2 separate regions of the Zea mays genome follow, and region 2 is linked to region 1. The links are chromatin contacts, called in public Hi-C maps. All regions are on one chromosome and are shown on one strand. Each heading gives the region's core, a stretch centred on a gene start, on an enhancer-like site or on the middle of the called end of the contact. The rest is flanking DNA. Distances are from core to core; before and after follow the strand shown.

Region 1 (6,964 bases), core at 4,239-6,738:
CCTAGCGTGATAGGGTAGGCAGTCTATTTTTTGTCCCATCAAGCCGCTCGCGTCGAACGATGTCATGATGACCACCTCCCTTTACCACGCTGCTGCAGAAACTGCATCATACCAACCAGGTAAAACTCAAACTCACCCTAAATTCTCACACAGAGCGAGGGGTGGACTGAGCAAGCTCCCAGTGAGCCACAAGCTAGGTGACTAGCCCATAGGTCATTTGCTCGCACCCACGTCCAAGGTCGAACCTCACATTCTCTTGCAGAAACCCAACTGACGGGGTGGCCACGAGGCCCCTCTTTGGTCGGCCAGACCGACCAAAGAGCCAAAACAGGGTCGAATAAGGAAGGACTAAATGAGATGCCCTGGTGGGTTGAGCTTCCTAGTGGGACCACTTGCCGAAACCAAACCCCACCAAAAGGTGATCGAATCTCACTTAGATAACTCGTTTGGAGCTCGACGGCTGCTTTCCCTGTGCCAACTAGGTTGGTGGACGATGGCCTCCTCTTCGAAAGAGCCTTGAGAGATCTTCAAAGGGGAGAAGCATGTTGATCAAGGATCAAATACTCAAGGAATCATCAACCCAAGAGGACATCACCCAAAGACTACGCCCAGTTTCGACGCTCGTCGGTAATAACCGAGCAAAAGTGGACCCACGCTCAGTGCGTGACAACCACCGCAGGCAGGGCTTGTCCCTAAAACTGTGCAATAAACCCCAAGCAATTCACATGAATTCCTTGGGGGCAATATCTAGCAGATGCGCTCGCGTGCATCCGAGATTTCAAACGTCGGTAATAACCGAGCAAAAGTGGACCCATGCTTAGTGTGTGACGACCATCTCGGGCAGAGTCCGTCCCTAAACTGCGCAATAAACCCCCACACAATTCGGACAAATTGATCGGGGGCTCGGGCTCGGGGCCTACTTTCAGGTACCTAGGAACATGGTACCAAAATAAGGCCCATAAAACCTTCTTGCTGACCAAAGTCTCCCTGCCAAGCAGAATCGTGAGGTAGAGCGACCGACTAGATCCCCGTCGAGCAAGTTTGCATGGCAGGGCGATCGACCAGGTCCCTACCAAGCAAGTCCGCGAGGCGGAGCAGTCTACTAGGTCCCTGCCGAGCAAGTCCTCGAGGCGGGGCGCCGACTAGGTCCCTACTAAGCAAGGCCGCAAAGCAGAGCGGTCGACCAGGTCCCTATCAAGCAAGTTTGTGAGGCAGAACGACCACCTAGGTCCCAACCAAGAAAGAGAGGAAAGGTGGAAACCTGAGTCAAACGTCGCAAAGTCCACTCCAACTGAGATAAGACATGACATCATGGGCCATGGCCAGTCATCCGAACGGCAGGTCACAAGCACACCGAGTGGCCGCTATCGACATGACCGCACCTCCCCAACTATGTCCCCCAAATGTGGTCCCATAGCCTCGAGGGCCTGGACAGCCATATACATAAAATACCTCAGCATCGAAGCTTCTACAATGATTCAACTATTGGGTAGTGCATAGCAGATACACCATAATGGGTGTACGCCTACACACGCCAACGAGTAACGCAGGCTCATGATGATAGACAAGACCGCATGACGCATGACTACTCCATACGAGTGACCTGCGGGACCCCCACGCACTACCATAAGAATGTCAGCGGAAGACCGCACGGACAGGACAATACGACATGATGGGAGTAGGGCTGCGCACGACCCTACGGACAACATCAAAGGAACCATGCTACACAAAGGCCACCGACCGAGCTCCCCCGACATAATACAAGTCCTCATTGTAGAATCCAGCAATTGAACTATAAAAAGGAAGGAGGCCCTCTTTTCTGAACACACAAGCACACCAATAGTAACATGCTCCAGAGCTATACTATGATCAGCACTACACTTAACTAGGGCGCAAGCATGAACTAGTATAATCCCAACATCTCAAACCCCACGTTCGAGTCCCTATGATTCACTATTCGGAGTGAGTCTCCGCTAATCCCCCCACTGAACACAAATATTACTGCTCCCTAGTTTCTAAAACCATGACAATTACATTCCTTAGGATTGTCTTGGAATCTAACACACATGCATATGGAAAGCATAATATCCGGTCTAGATGCACATAAGTAGAGTAAAGAACCAACCATATACTGATATACCTTTTGATCAACTATTTTACCTCCTATGCCAAGGACGAGATGTCCATTAGCTCCCAGTGGTGTCTTGATGGGTTTAGCATCCTCCATCCCAAACTTTTTCAAGTGTCATGATTGTATTTGGTCTGACTGATGAAGGTGCCATATTTGAGTTTCTTTATTCGAAATCCTAGAAAGAACGTCAGCTCCCCCATCATTCACATCTCAAACTTCTTGATCATAATTCTATTAAACTTTTCACAAGACGATCCGTTAGTAGAGCCAAAAATAATATCATCAACTTAAATTTGGCATACAAAAAGATTGTTATCAATTGTCTTAGTGAATAGAGTAGGATCGGCTTTTCCAACCTTGAGTTTGCAATTAAAAAGCCATTAAGGCATATATATATAGCATGTTGTTGGTGCTTGCTTAAGCCCATAGAGTGCCTTATTGAGCTTAAAGACATGGTTAGGATACTTATCATTCTTGAAGTCAGGAGGTTGCTCAACATGTACCTCTTCTTGATCACTCCATTGAGAAATGCACTTTTCACATCGATTTGAAACAACTTGAAATCATAGTAAGTAACATAGGCTAATAAAATTCAAATTGACTCAAGCCTAGCTACATGTGCAAAGTTTTCATCAAAATCCAACTCTTTGACTTGTGAATACCCCATGACCACAAGTTAGGCTTTGTTCCTTATCACCACACCATGTCCATCCTGTTTGTTGTGGAAGACCCACTTGGTTGCTACAATATTTTGGTTAGGACGTGGTAATAAATTCCAAACCTCATTTCTCTTGAAGTTGTTGAGCTTATCCTGAATTGCCACCACTCAGTCTGGATCCTTTAATGCATCTTCAACCCTGAAAGGCTTAAGAGAATACACAAAAGAGTAATTCTCATAGAAATTAGCAATTCGGAATGAGCAGTTACTTCTTTTGGATATCTCCTAGAATCATGTCGATGGGGTGATCTCTCTGAATTGCTTGATGGACTCCTGGGTGAGGCGTCTTTGTTGTCTAAATTTCTTGATCATCCTCCTTTTCTTGATCCTCATCTCCCCTTGATGCATGCCCTCATCTTGAACTTCTTGTTCATCATCCTGAGTTGGACGAAAGGCTTGTATGGAGGATGGTTGATCTTACTCTTTATTAGGCTCTTGTGGGAACACATCTCCAATGGACATATTCCTTAGTGCAGTGCAGGGAGCCTCTTCATCATCTAATGCATCAAGATCAACATTCTCTTCTTGAGAGTCGTTAGTCTCATCAAACACAACATAACATGAAACTTCAACACAACCCGTGGATTTATTGAAGACTCTAAAAGCTCTTATGTTTGAGTCATAACCAAGTAAAACCCCTTCTACTGATTTAGGAGCAAACTTAGAATTTCTACCTCTTTCTACCAAAATGTAGCATTTTCTCCCAAATACTCTAAAGTATGAAAGTTTAGGTTTGTTACTAGTTAGAAGTTCATATGATGTTTTATTAAGGAGTCGGTGTAAGTACAACCGGTTAATGGTGTGGTTTCTATCCAAAACCGATCTGATGTCTTGTATTCCTCAAGCATGGTCATCGTCATATCAATTAGAGTTTTGTTCTTCTTTTCCACCACACCATTCTATTGTGGTGAATAGGGAGAGGAGAACTCATGCTTGATTCCCTATCTCTGAAGAAAGTCTTCCACTTGAGTGCTCTTGAACTTTCTTATGTTGTTGCTTCTTATCTTCTGCACAAGGAGCCCCTAGGGAGGGCCTATTGCACACATCTCAAGGCATGGGGTCTTGTAGTCTTTTCCTGGTCATGGGTCCCAATGCTTGTGGACCTATGCAAGTCAATCTGGTAATTTGCTGATGATAAGATCCTTGCACGTGTCATGGTACGAGTCGGAGGTATGTCTTTTCCGAGACGCTGACATATTTTTATATTAAAAAGTGTCGAGGATAGAGGATTAAATATGATACTTTGTTGAGTTGCACTGTAGATAAAATAAGGACAATTCCAAATATAATTTATGGTATAATTTTTATGTTTGCTAGATAATATATCTTATACATAGAAACTATATTTTTGGTGAACATGTTTTTTAATTAAATTTTCATCTAAGCACTTGCTTCGTATCGCCAAATCATATGTATTTTTATCTTGATTCTCGTGTAGAAAGTAGTTTCTTATATAATAGATTATCTTTTATCTCTCCTTTTTATTATTAGGATACTAAGTTACTATTTTACTTGGTATCTAAATTGAGGCTATGCATCTTACTAGAGAAAGTATAATAATATAGCCGAACACTGGCTATAAGAATCTTTGCAGCCTACCCCTTAGCCCATCTATATAGTAGTTAGCTTTTCACAATTAATTGTCTCTCTCACAAAGCGTCTTTGTTTTTGTGTTTGAGCTGGCTATAAGTTTACACATGTTTTTCTTCTATTTCCTCCACCTCAGTATTTAACATGTTTATAGCCTGTTATTATACTTAGCTCTTAGGGCGTGTTTGGTTCGTGCATCATTTCTAGAATCTCATTCTACAATCTTTTTATTATTAGCCAAACAATGTTTGAATTTTGTATTGGATTTTGTACCAGAATCTCATAATCTAAATATATAATTAGATAATAGAATTTGTTGTGGTATCTAACTTCTCAAAATTTGTAAGGAGCTAAACACCACCAAAGTACTCACCCTAAGACCGTATAAAAAAGTTTATCTATATGGTTATCCAAAACACTGTTTTATACTGTTATGCATTATAGACTATAATGTTTCGTAGAGTAAAATTTAAATATATAGACTACAAAAGGCACAGCTTCCCATGGCATCACGGCCACGCACCGCAATGCATCCCAATCCCAAAACCCCATAATTTTGAACAAATCACAACCCCCCGTTTTCCAACCCAAGCCAAACCAAAGCCCTGGTTCGTCGGTAGTCCGTCAGCGTGGAGTGTACTGTAGCCATGTAGGTGTGCAATTTGATACTCCCTCACACACTCCCAGGCACACGTTTCCCCATACACGCCCACACCATCCAGTCCAGTCCAGTCCAGTCTAGTCCGCCTCTTCATTTCATGCTGTATTTTCATAGCAGCAGTAGCCAGTAATAGATGCTGCCTTGCGCGGCTGTTACTACTACTCACTCTACTCCTACCAGTGGAGTGTGTAGTACGTGGTCACACCACACCACGGAGAATCAGAGTATCAGACCATAGTATAGGAGAGCAGAGCAGGGCGCCTTTGCATCGCAAGGTCACTCGTGTCCCCACTCGCCTCCGTCGCCTCCACGCAGCAGCAGCAGCGGCTCGGTCGCCAGTATTCATAGCTGGGGGTAGGGCGGGCGACCCGCCGCGACTGGGAGAACCTTGGACATGAGTTGAAAGGCCCTATCTTTTCATGTCCATGTCCATCTCCCGAGTGAAAGCGAGCGAGCGAGCGACCGATTGATTGACGTGTGATGCCTCACTAGCTGGAGAGCGCTCTCTCCTTTGTGGCAAATCTCATCAGCAACAGAGACGGCTGGTGTGACACCTTGTGAAAACGCCCGCTCGCTCGCTCAGTCGCTCCGTCTCTCTCTCCCTCCCTCCATATCTCCCTTTGCCACCTGCTGTCTCCCTCCTCATCTCTCTCCAGTCGAGTCGGCAGTCTCTACCACTCTGCTTCCTTTCCCCTCCTCTTCTTCTCCAGAAAGCAGAGGCATGGAGCGGCAGAGGAAGGCAATGTGGCTGTACCCCAAGGTGGTCGGCTTCAACCCGCCGGAGAGGTGGGGCCACTCCGCCTGCTTCTTCGAAGGGGTCGTCTACGTCTTTGGGGTATGTATCCTATCGTATGATGATATGATGTCCATCAACCAACGCCTGCGGTTCTGTTCCATCCTCTTGATCCCGTCTTATCCGGCCATGTTTTCGCTCTGAATTCTTCTACAGATTTCGCGTCTTTCTTGAATTTGATGCCTCCTAGTACAGCTATACTATTTAGTTGCTAGTGATATGGAAGCTTAATACTTACTGGTAGCTGCGAACTAGTTCATCAGGAAGAAGACGCATGCTGGTGGTGGTTTGAGCTATGACCCCGCCTCTACCGGCTGAGGGTAGATTATTTTGGACAAAAGGTTGTTTATCATCTCTGGTGTTCATCCTCTGGAGCTGTGTTTTGTCCCGCTGCTGTAGTGTAGCAAGCCAGCAAGCAAAATGTCGTGTAGCTTTCACCAAAAGCGAGGGAGTCCTTGTCCATAACGGGAAAAAAAAGGTTTTTTAAGCTGATGTCCTCGGTTGTGCTAAGCAGAACCCGCCCCATCTGCAATCCAGTTTGTTAATTTGAGCTGAGGTTTCAGTGGTTTAGCGTCAAATGCACTGCAGCAGGAGTAGAGTAGGACGAGTGGATGGGAAAAAGGAAGAAGATAGCCTTTTCGCTCTTGTTCCTCTTTCCCCCGTCCGCTTGGGTTGGGCCAGGCGAGGACCACTCCGCCCCGCGTTTAAGCTTCCCCCTGATTGTGTGCTGCTGGGATGATGGTATGGTCAGTGGTCACGCAAAGAGAAAAATGTTGAATGCCAGCAGCAATTGGATGGGTGCTACTTACTGCACCGACCCGGACGCCGTCCTCTGCTGGACGATCCGACACATGGTTCCACTTCCACAGTGATGTTGATCAGATCGAACGAACGAGCAATCATTCTGCAATCCGTTTCTTTGTGGTTGGTGTCGGAGCTGCTGTGACGCGACGCGATTCTTTAACTCCAGGGATGCTGCGGCGGCCTGCACTTCAGCGACGTGGTGACGCTGGACGTGGAGACGATGGCGTGGAGCGCGCTGGCCACGACGGGGCAGCGGCCGGGCACGCG
Region 2 (7,520 bases), core at 1,534-4,033, 150 kb before region 1:
TTTCTAGGTGGGTTCACCATGCACTACTCGATGCATAGCACATGTTAGAATCCGGGACAAACACTCTTGGGCCAAATCGTCGTACTCCGTCGATGTCTTTGCCATGGTCTGAGAGCGGCGTCGTCACACTCCGGCATCGAGAGGGTGAGATGAGTGAGGGTGGTCCCTAGACATTTCTCTCAAAACGAGTGGTGGAGATTAAATCTTAGTGTTTTAAAACCCCGAGCATACCCCTTCGTGACTTAAGATCTAGGCCATCGGATCTCGACCCGGTGGTTATTGTTTTGTACCGATTCAGCCTTTGGTGCGATTAATTCTGGCCCGATGATCCATGATCGGGTGGATCAGGGATGTCCAGAGTTATAACAGGCATAGTGTTTATACAAAAGAGACCCTGAGCTTCTATGTAATTAGGCCAGAGAGCTATTTAGTTGGAAGATCATTGCGCTAAGGTCCTAGAAATTGCGCAGCAGACCCAGAACTCTTCATATATAGTAGCTGCAGTGCAAATAAGCTTTGGATTAAATAAAATAAATCTGATAACTAATTTCTAGTACAAAAAAAATCAAACCACCTTAGAAAATCCATAACTTGTTCTTTTTAGCTCCGAATTCAGTGGTTCTCGAACCTATAATTTCGCAGTGACACATAGAACAATACTATATAGTTTGGTATCATGTTTGATGTGATGTTAATTTCTCGTGTACAATGTTTGTGTGTATTGTTGTGAGTAGACGAGCAAGTGACCGAATTGCCCAGAGCACCACAGGTTGAAGAAACTGAGAAGGAGCTCGCTGAAGGCAAGTTGTGCCCTTGATCACCCTTCTTTACCCATTAATTAATGTTCGTGTTAATTACTGTGACATGCTTAGAATAATTTTGATGGGACCCAATAGGTTACCTTAGTTTGGTTTATCTTACACTTTGCCTAACAATAAATAATCAAGGTGAATTTTACCTAACAAGTAACCTAACAAGGTAATCAGATAAATACAACACACCTCTACCATAACAGATAAACTGAAGTATTAGGTCAAATAATATGACACGTAATGATCAGACATACTAGTAGACAACGTGGGTGGAAGCAGTATGGTAAACAACGTCGAAGCAGTAGGGTCAACGACGTCGAGGCAGGGTCGATGAGAAGAACGCGAGCAGTCGCGTGAATACGCTTCTCGAAAACCTTATTCGCCCTCTCCCGGTGTAGGATCTCGAAGGCTAATGGTTCCAGAAACCTGCTCTCCCGTTCGTAGATGCACATCGGCGCTCGAGGTGAAGAGTACTACGATGGCGGTGGAACTATGAGCAGAGGCAAAAACCTAACTCAGGTTGGGATGCATTTCTGGCAAGGACTAGCAGGCACCTTATATAGGGTCAGTCCACGAATCGATAAGCTCGCGATCCGATCTGATCGTGATCTGATTAGGACTCATATCCTTATCTGGTTCCAACATTTCCTTGCCATACATGGGCATTTGCGATTTTTTAGGATTTAATTGAATTTATCAATTGGGCGAAGCCCATAAATCCAACAAAATCCAATAGAAAATAATCCATAATGTTTGGTTCAAGAGTTTAGTTGGATGGATCGACTCTGTTCTAGATTATAAGGATAGAACGGCTATGTTCTGTGTTTGGTAGCTAGAACAGAGCCACTATATTTTTTTGTTTAGTTTTCAAAGTGAAGCATAGCGGAGCATCTGTATTCTGTATTTTGTTCTGGAGTAAAGCAGAACAGAAGAGGAAGCTAATGACAGGAAGGGGGAGAGGAGCAATGGACTCGCGAGCGCACTGGTTTGATCATTTCTAGGGTGCCCAGAGATGCAACATATCGAAGGAATTAATATTCTGATTTTGGAGCGGCTCAATTCCATGTGAAATCAAACCAAGCATGCTATATGATGGAACGGAGCGATTCAACTATTTCTAACTCTACAACCAAACACTACCTGACGGGATCTTAACTCAGGGGTTTTAGGTCCCTCTATGAGAAGAGTAAGTACAATTACACTTTCTTTTAGGGTTTGTTTGTGAGCGAGAGTAATGGAGGGGATATAATCCCTCACTATTTAATTTTGAATGGTGAGGGATTCTAGTCCGCTCAATCCCCTTCATTACTCTTGCCCTTAGGACGTGCATAATCCATTTGGATAATTTATACTCATGGTCTTTAAATGGTTGAATGAAAAAAAAAGATATAGCCTCTCTTTGTGAAAAGTTTATTTCTACATGATTATTTATATATAAATATGACTGATTTTAAAAACATATGTTATATCACGCATTTTCTTTGACGGGTTTATGTTTTCATTGTTAGCAGCAGTGCCTCGATGTGAAGGAAAACCGAAAGATAGCGGAGTTGACAACGGAGGCCGCAGATGGGCATGGGGCGCTCAGGATGTGTGACACCACTCCGCTCTGCCGTACAGCAGCCACAGGCAGGGGCGCAGGGCAACCGTCCCTTCGTTTTTTCTTTTCTATCCTGCGACCAGTGACGTCCGACGTTGCCTCGTCCAGTGACCAATGCTGCTTGACACACAGATCTCTCAAGGTTGTAGCAAAAGCAATCGGGGAACAGATAATAACCACCAGTGCAAGTAAACACAGTACGGGAAGTCGGGAACTCCCGGCCAAGAATTTTTCGCATCAGGCTGGTTGATGCACATGGGCTGATTGATGCACACGACCAGCCAGCCCATCAGGCCATCACACACCGTACCCAACCCAACCCATGCCCCTACCCCGTCCGAGCCCAACAGGCGCACGCAGGATTCGACCGCGACGCGTTGGAGACCGATAACGTCCTCGCAGGTCGCAGTGCCCGACTGTCCTGTCCCCAGCGAGAGACAGACGCGACGGGTGGTCACCACCGCCGGCGGGCATCACGGCGACACGTCCGTCACACTCGCACCCCTCGAGCGGGCCCGGGGCTGGTCGGTTGGCGCAGCTCCGGATGCTGTCGCGGCGCGTGGGCCGAGCGGGCTTCCGCCTCCGCGGATGGCCGGGCGCGCGGTTCCAGTCACGAGATGCTTTGCGTCGCCGCATGGCATGGCATGGCAACCCGAAGCGCGATGAAACGGCGTATCCCGCCCGCAGTCTACGTGAGGGAGGCCCGAGGTCGCGATCGGTATCCGTGCTGCTGCTCTCTTCGGCTCCCTAGACGCTAGCAGGGGTAGTGGAGCACAGCAAGTTGGTCCGTTCGCCGTAGCCATCACGTACTTCCGTCTCTGCGCCTCACGAGGCCGCCTGCGCTGCACCTAGCTACTAGCTATGCCCCCATCGAGGTATGTGGTGGACTCGTGATGGATACTCCCTTGCTCGCTGTGACCGCCTCTCGTTCACTCACATGCAGCGACCGATCCATTATGATGCAAAACACAAGGCCTGGCAGCAGGCCAGAGCGCTGGCATTGAATAGAGTATATATCTGCACGAATTCGTGTGCCGTGGGCGTTTCCGAGGCGCACTTGAGAACGCAAACAGCCTCTCGAGTGCAGTGGAGTCTCAACCGACGTGCATAAACAAAAGGGAAGCCCAGGCGCTATGCTCATCACCCTAGATGAATGTGAGCACTTCGAGAGTTGCGACCTTGCTGCTCTACACCCCAAATCCCAAGATCAAATTGAGAGTAGGGGCACGGTTGAGAGTTAGGGGGTGTTTGGTTTCTAGGGACTAATGTTTAGTCCCTTCATTTTATTCCTTTTTAGTGTATAAATTGCTAAATATAGAAACTAAAATAAAGTTTTAGTTTCTATATTTGGTAATTTTAGAACTAAAATGGAATAAAATCTAGGGACTAAACATTAGTCCCTAGAAACCAAACACCCACTTAGTGTATTCTGTATATTTATTAATTATACTATTACTAGCGGTGTGTTTTTCTCGCGACCAAAATTTCGAACATTAAAGAACTAAATAAAGTCTAATTACAAAACTAGTTATATAAATAAAAATTAAAACGAAAAAAATAAAATTAATTAATTAATGATTATCAAATGTTTATTATAACATTACACGAGCGAATCATAGTCTAATTATGCGTAATAGACTCATCTTATTGTCTATATTTTTTTTATCTTTATAATTAGTTTTGTAATTAAAATATATTTAATACTTCTAATTAGTATTTAAACAACCCAAGTGATGAGGCTAAAATTTTGTCCGTGAGATCCAAACGAGCATTTAAAGCATGTACAATAGCATTTAATATGAGGTCTCTTGAGAGATCTCTTCGGTGTTAATTAGGGCATGTACAACCTAGATACAGCTGCACGGTACTCCAAGTATAAGACACAACTAAACACAACATAATACAGTGGTCATGTCTAAAACATGTGTCTTACCATATTCATTGTACCAATCAGAGCATTCAATAAATTAAAGTGACCAATCAGATAGTCTCCTGTCTCGAATATAGAGCTAAGACACTGTGTCTTCGTCAAGATACATGTCTTGAGATTTTTTACATTCACCCCCCTAGACACACTCTAAGACACAACTTAAGATACCCACTGTACATGCCCTTAAACAAATACAAGAGACGAGCTCGTCTCTATACGACTCTCCATATATACTGTCTCTTACCTATGTTTATGACTTAAAGTCTTAGGACATGTACAACACTGAGACGATAATTCAGTTTTCTAAGTACAAAAGACAATTTAGAGACTATGTGATACAACATTGAGACTCTAGGCCATAAATGCAGCTAAATAACAATATGTATTGAAAATCGTGTAGAGACGGGCTATTCGCGAATAGCCATTCTCTTATGTTTTTTCCAATTAGACTCAAAAAGATCACATATTAAATGTGGTTGTACATAGCCTTAGGATCGTATCATACAATTTTTTAGTTGTCTCTTGTACTCTGAAAATCAATCCAATGTCTCTAAATTGTAGATGCCCTTATATCATCGTAGCCACGCAATATATCTTGTCCAAAGTTCAAATACTCGCCCCTTCCCACAAAAGTACTATAAAAAGTGTCGCTATAGTATTTATAATAGTCATTTTAAAATTTAAATAAATTTATAGGATTTTTTTATAAATTTATACCTTTGAATAAATTTATATAAACATATGTTCAATTATCTATCTATAGTACTAGTTATATACTATAAGTATTAATATTAGGGACAATTGCATCATTGCCCCTGTTTTATGGTGTAATTGTAGATTTATTCATGTTTTTTAGGCTTTGTATGTTTGTTCCTATTTTTTCAAAGTAAAAAAGTAGTTGAATGTCCTTGCTCCTTTAGTTGTACTTAATGATTTTAAGTCTTGATAAAAAAAGACAAAGAACAATTGCACTAGTGGCATTGTTTTGGAGTGTAATTGGAGTTTTTCCCCTATCAATAATTCAAAAAATTTGGCAAACAATAATCCAAAAAATAACAAAAATAATTCAAAATTATTTTGACAACAATATTTCACTTTTTTATTTTGAAAATAATTCAAATTATTGCAAAATAAATCAAATTATTGCAAAATAGTTTTAATTATTGTCGGAATTATTTGAATTATTGTAGAAATAATTTAAATTATCATAAAATATGTAAAGTCTAAAAATAGGGGCAAAACTATAATTACACTCTAAAATAGGACACTGGCGCAATTATCCCTTATCTTTTTATCAGGACTTAACATCGTTGAATACAACTAACGGAGTAGGAGCATATAACAATTTTGTTTTGAAAAACATCGACAAACACACGAAGTCTAAAAAACAGAGATAAATCTATAGTTACACACTAAAACAGGGCATTATCGTAATTTCAACTTAATATTATATGTATATATAATCAAAGTTAAAAATATCTGACTCTTGTAAAATGTTGTATTCACCATTTGTAGAGAAATTAGATAAATAAATTTTGACATTTTCAACAATACATTAGATTTTATTCCAGTCACTATATCAACCACTAAAACATAATGACTATGAGAAAAACACTAGTACAAAACAGCTCTATGCCTATGGTGCGCACTAATTTTAGTACAAAACAGAGATAAATCTTCATTTTTTGGATGAAAGATGCTAATAAAGGTTGATTTATGTTTCTCTTGCTAATTTTAGTTCATTTTTTCTCAATTTTATCCACTTTTTTGGATTTAGGGTTTCACCATGTGTTAAAGAGAAGAGTAGCTATGTTATTGTCCATGTTTCTTCTAATGAGGTTGTTTAAGATGGCTAAATATTCTCTCTCCTCTCTCTCACTTTTCATTTTTACTTTTCAATTTAGTTTATCTAAGATATATTTAGTTGTTTCATTGGTGTGTTCTTTTGTGCCTTTAATTATGTTACATAGGTTTCTGTCTTTAATCTTTCTATTTAATTTTCAATTTATTTTAATTATGCACTATGTATGTTTATATGGAGAGGGAAAGATAGGTTTGGTAATTAAGTTTTTTTGTTTATTAGTTGCTAAGAAATGTTAGTTTATGTCAATTTGTGTGCATTCTTTAGCCACTTTTTAGTTCTAAGGTTTCACCATGTGTTAGAGAAGAAGAGTAGTTATGTTATTTTCTCTATTTTCTCAAATGAAGCTGTTTAAGATGGTTAGATATTGTCTCTCCTCTCTCCCTTTTCATGTTTACTTCTCAATTTAGTTTATCCAAGATATATTTAGTTATTTATTGAGGTTACTTAATAGGGTTAATTTCATTCATATAAATTTTTTACAGGTAATGATGGAGGGATCATTCTGGATGTATAACTTATCAAGACTAGATCAATCATACATATCTGAGGTCCATAGGTTTATTGATGTCGCTAAGAATCTTGCTTGGAGAAAAAAAGACAAAGCACATATAACATGCATGGACTGCAAAAAACGTTGTTGTATTTGATGACACAAAACAAACCATTTTTCATCTGGTCTGCTAAGGATTTATGAAGGATCACATGATTTGGGCAAAGTATGGAGAGGGTAGCTCTTTGCCTTATACAACTAGAAACCCTACAAACATTAACGACGAATTTCAGTTTATACATGAGACACAACAACCTCTTCCCAGAGAAACATGTAGTGCCAAATGTTACTAATCATGGTTTCTCTAGAGGAAATGAAGGCGCCATATTTTGCCAAATGTTATGGATGGGGAAGATGCATAATTATTAGAGGCAATATTGTGTTGTCATATGGATCTATTGATGTTCTTCATGTGAGGTATGGAGGCCCTAATGAAGGTAGCAGAAGAGCCTTTGTACGATAAGTCTAAGTGTTGTACCAAAGAGTTCACGACATTGCAGCTTGTGCTAAAGTTGTTGGCGTTAAAAGCTAGGTATCATCTACCTGATGTTGCTTTTGCTGCCTTCTTGAGTATTATTGTAGACATGCTTCTAAACGAGAACCAAGTGCCTACTAACACGTACTATGCAAAGAAACTAATCACTCTGCTCACTATAGGTGTGGAGAAGATCCATGCATGTAGAAATCACTGTATCCTATGTCGTGGTGATGATTATAAAGATTTGGAGAGCTGTCCAAAGTGTGGTGCAAGTAGGTACAAGACA

The links. A called contact is a pair of places that touch in the nucleus more often than the background predicts.
Region 2: a Hi-C map of tassel shows a contact between it and region 1, with 2.8 times the contacts expected there. The contact joins the enhancer-like site here to the promoter of LOC100384701 in region 1. A contact is called at or near these places in 2 of 25 Hi-C or Micro-C datasets (ear and tassel).

The regions. Positions count from the first base shown.
Region 1 is chr8:37,764,769-37,771,732 of Zm-B73-REFERENCE-NAM-5.0, reverse strand. LOC100384701 (Galactose oxidase/kelch repeat superfamily protein) reads left to right here and starts at 5,488. Exons shown (of 9, transcript NM_001177176.1): 1 at 5,488-5,935; 2 at 6,864-6,964. The coding sequence starts at 5,822.
Region 2 is chr8:37,908,539-37,916,058 of Zm-B73-REFERENCE-NAM-5.0, reverse strand. No RefSeq gene overlaps it. Among protein-coding and RNA genes, the nearest start is that of LOC100384701, 150 kb to the right of the region's middle. Within about 2 kb of position 2,783, at least 17 of the 20 cell types and tissues checked have an H3K27ac peak or open chromatin away from gene starts, as enhancers often do. A contact at or near this core is called in ear and tassel, where this site is marked.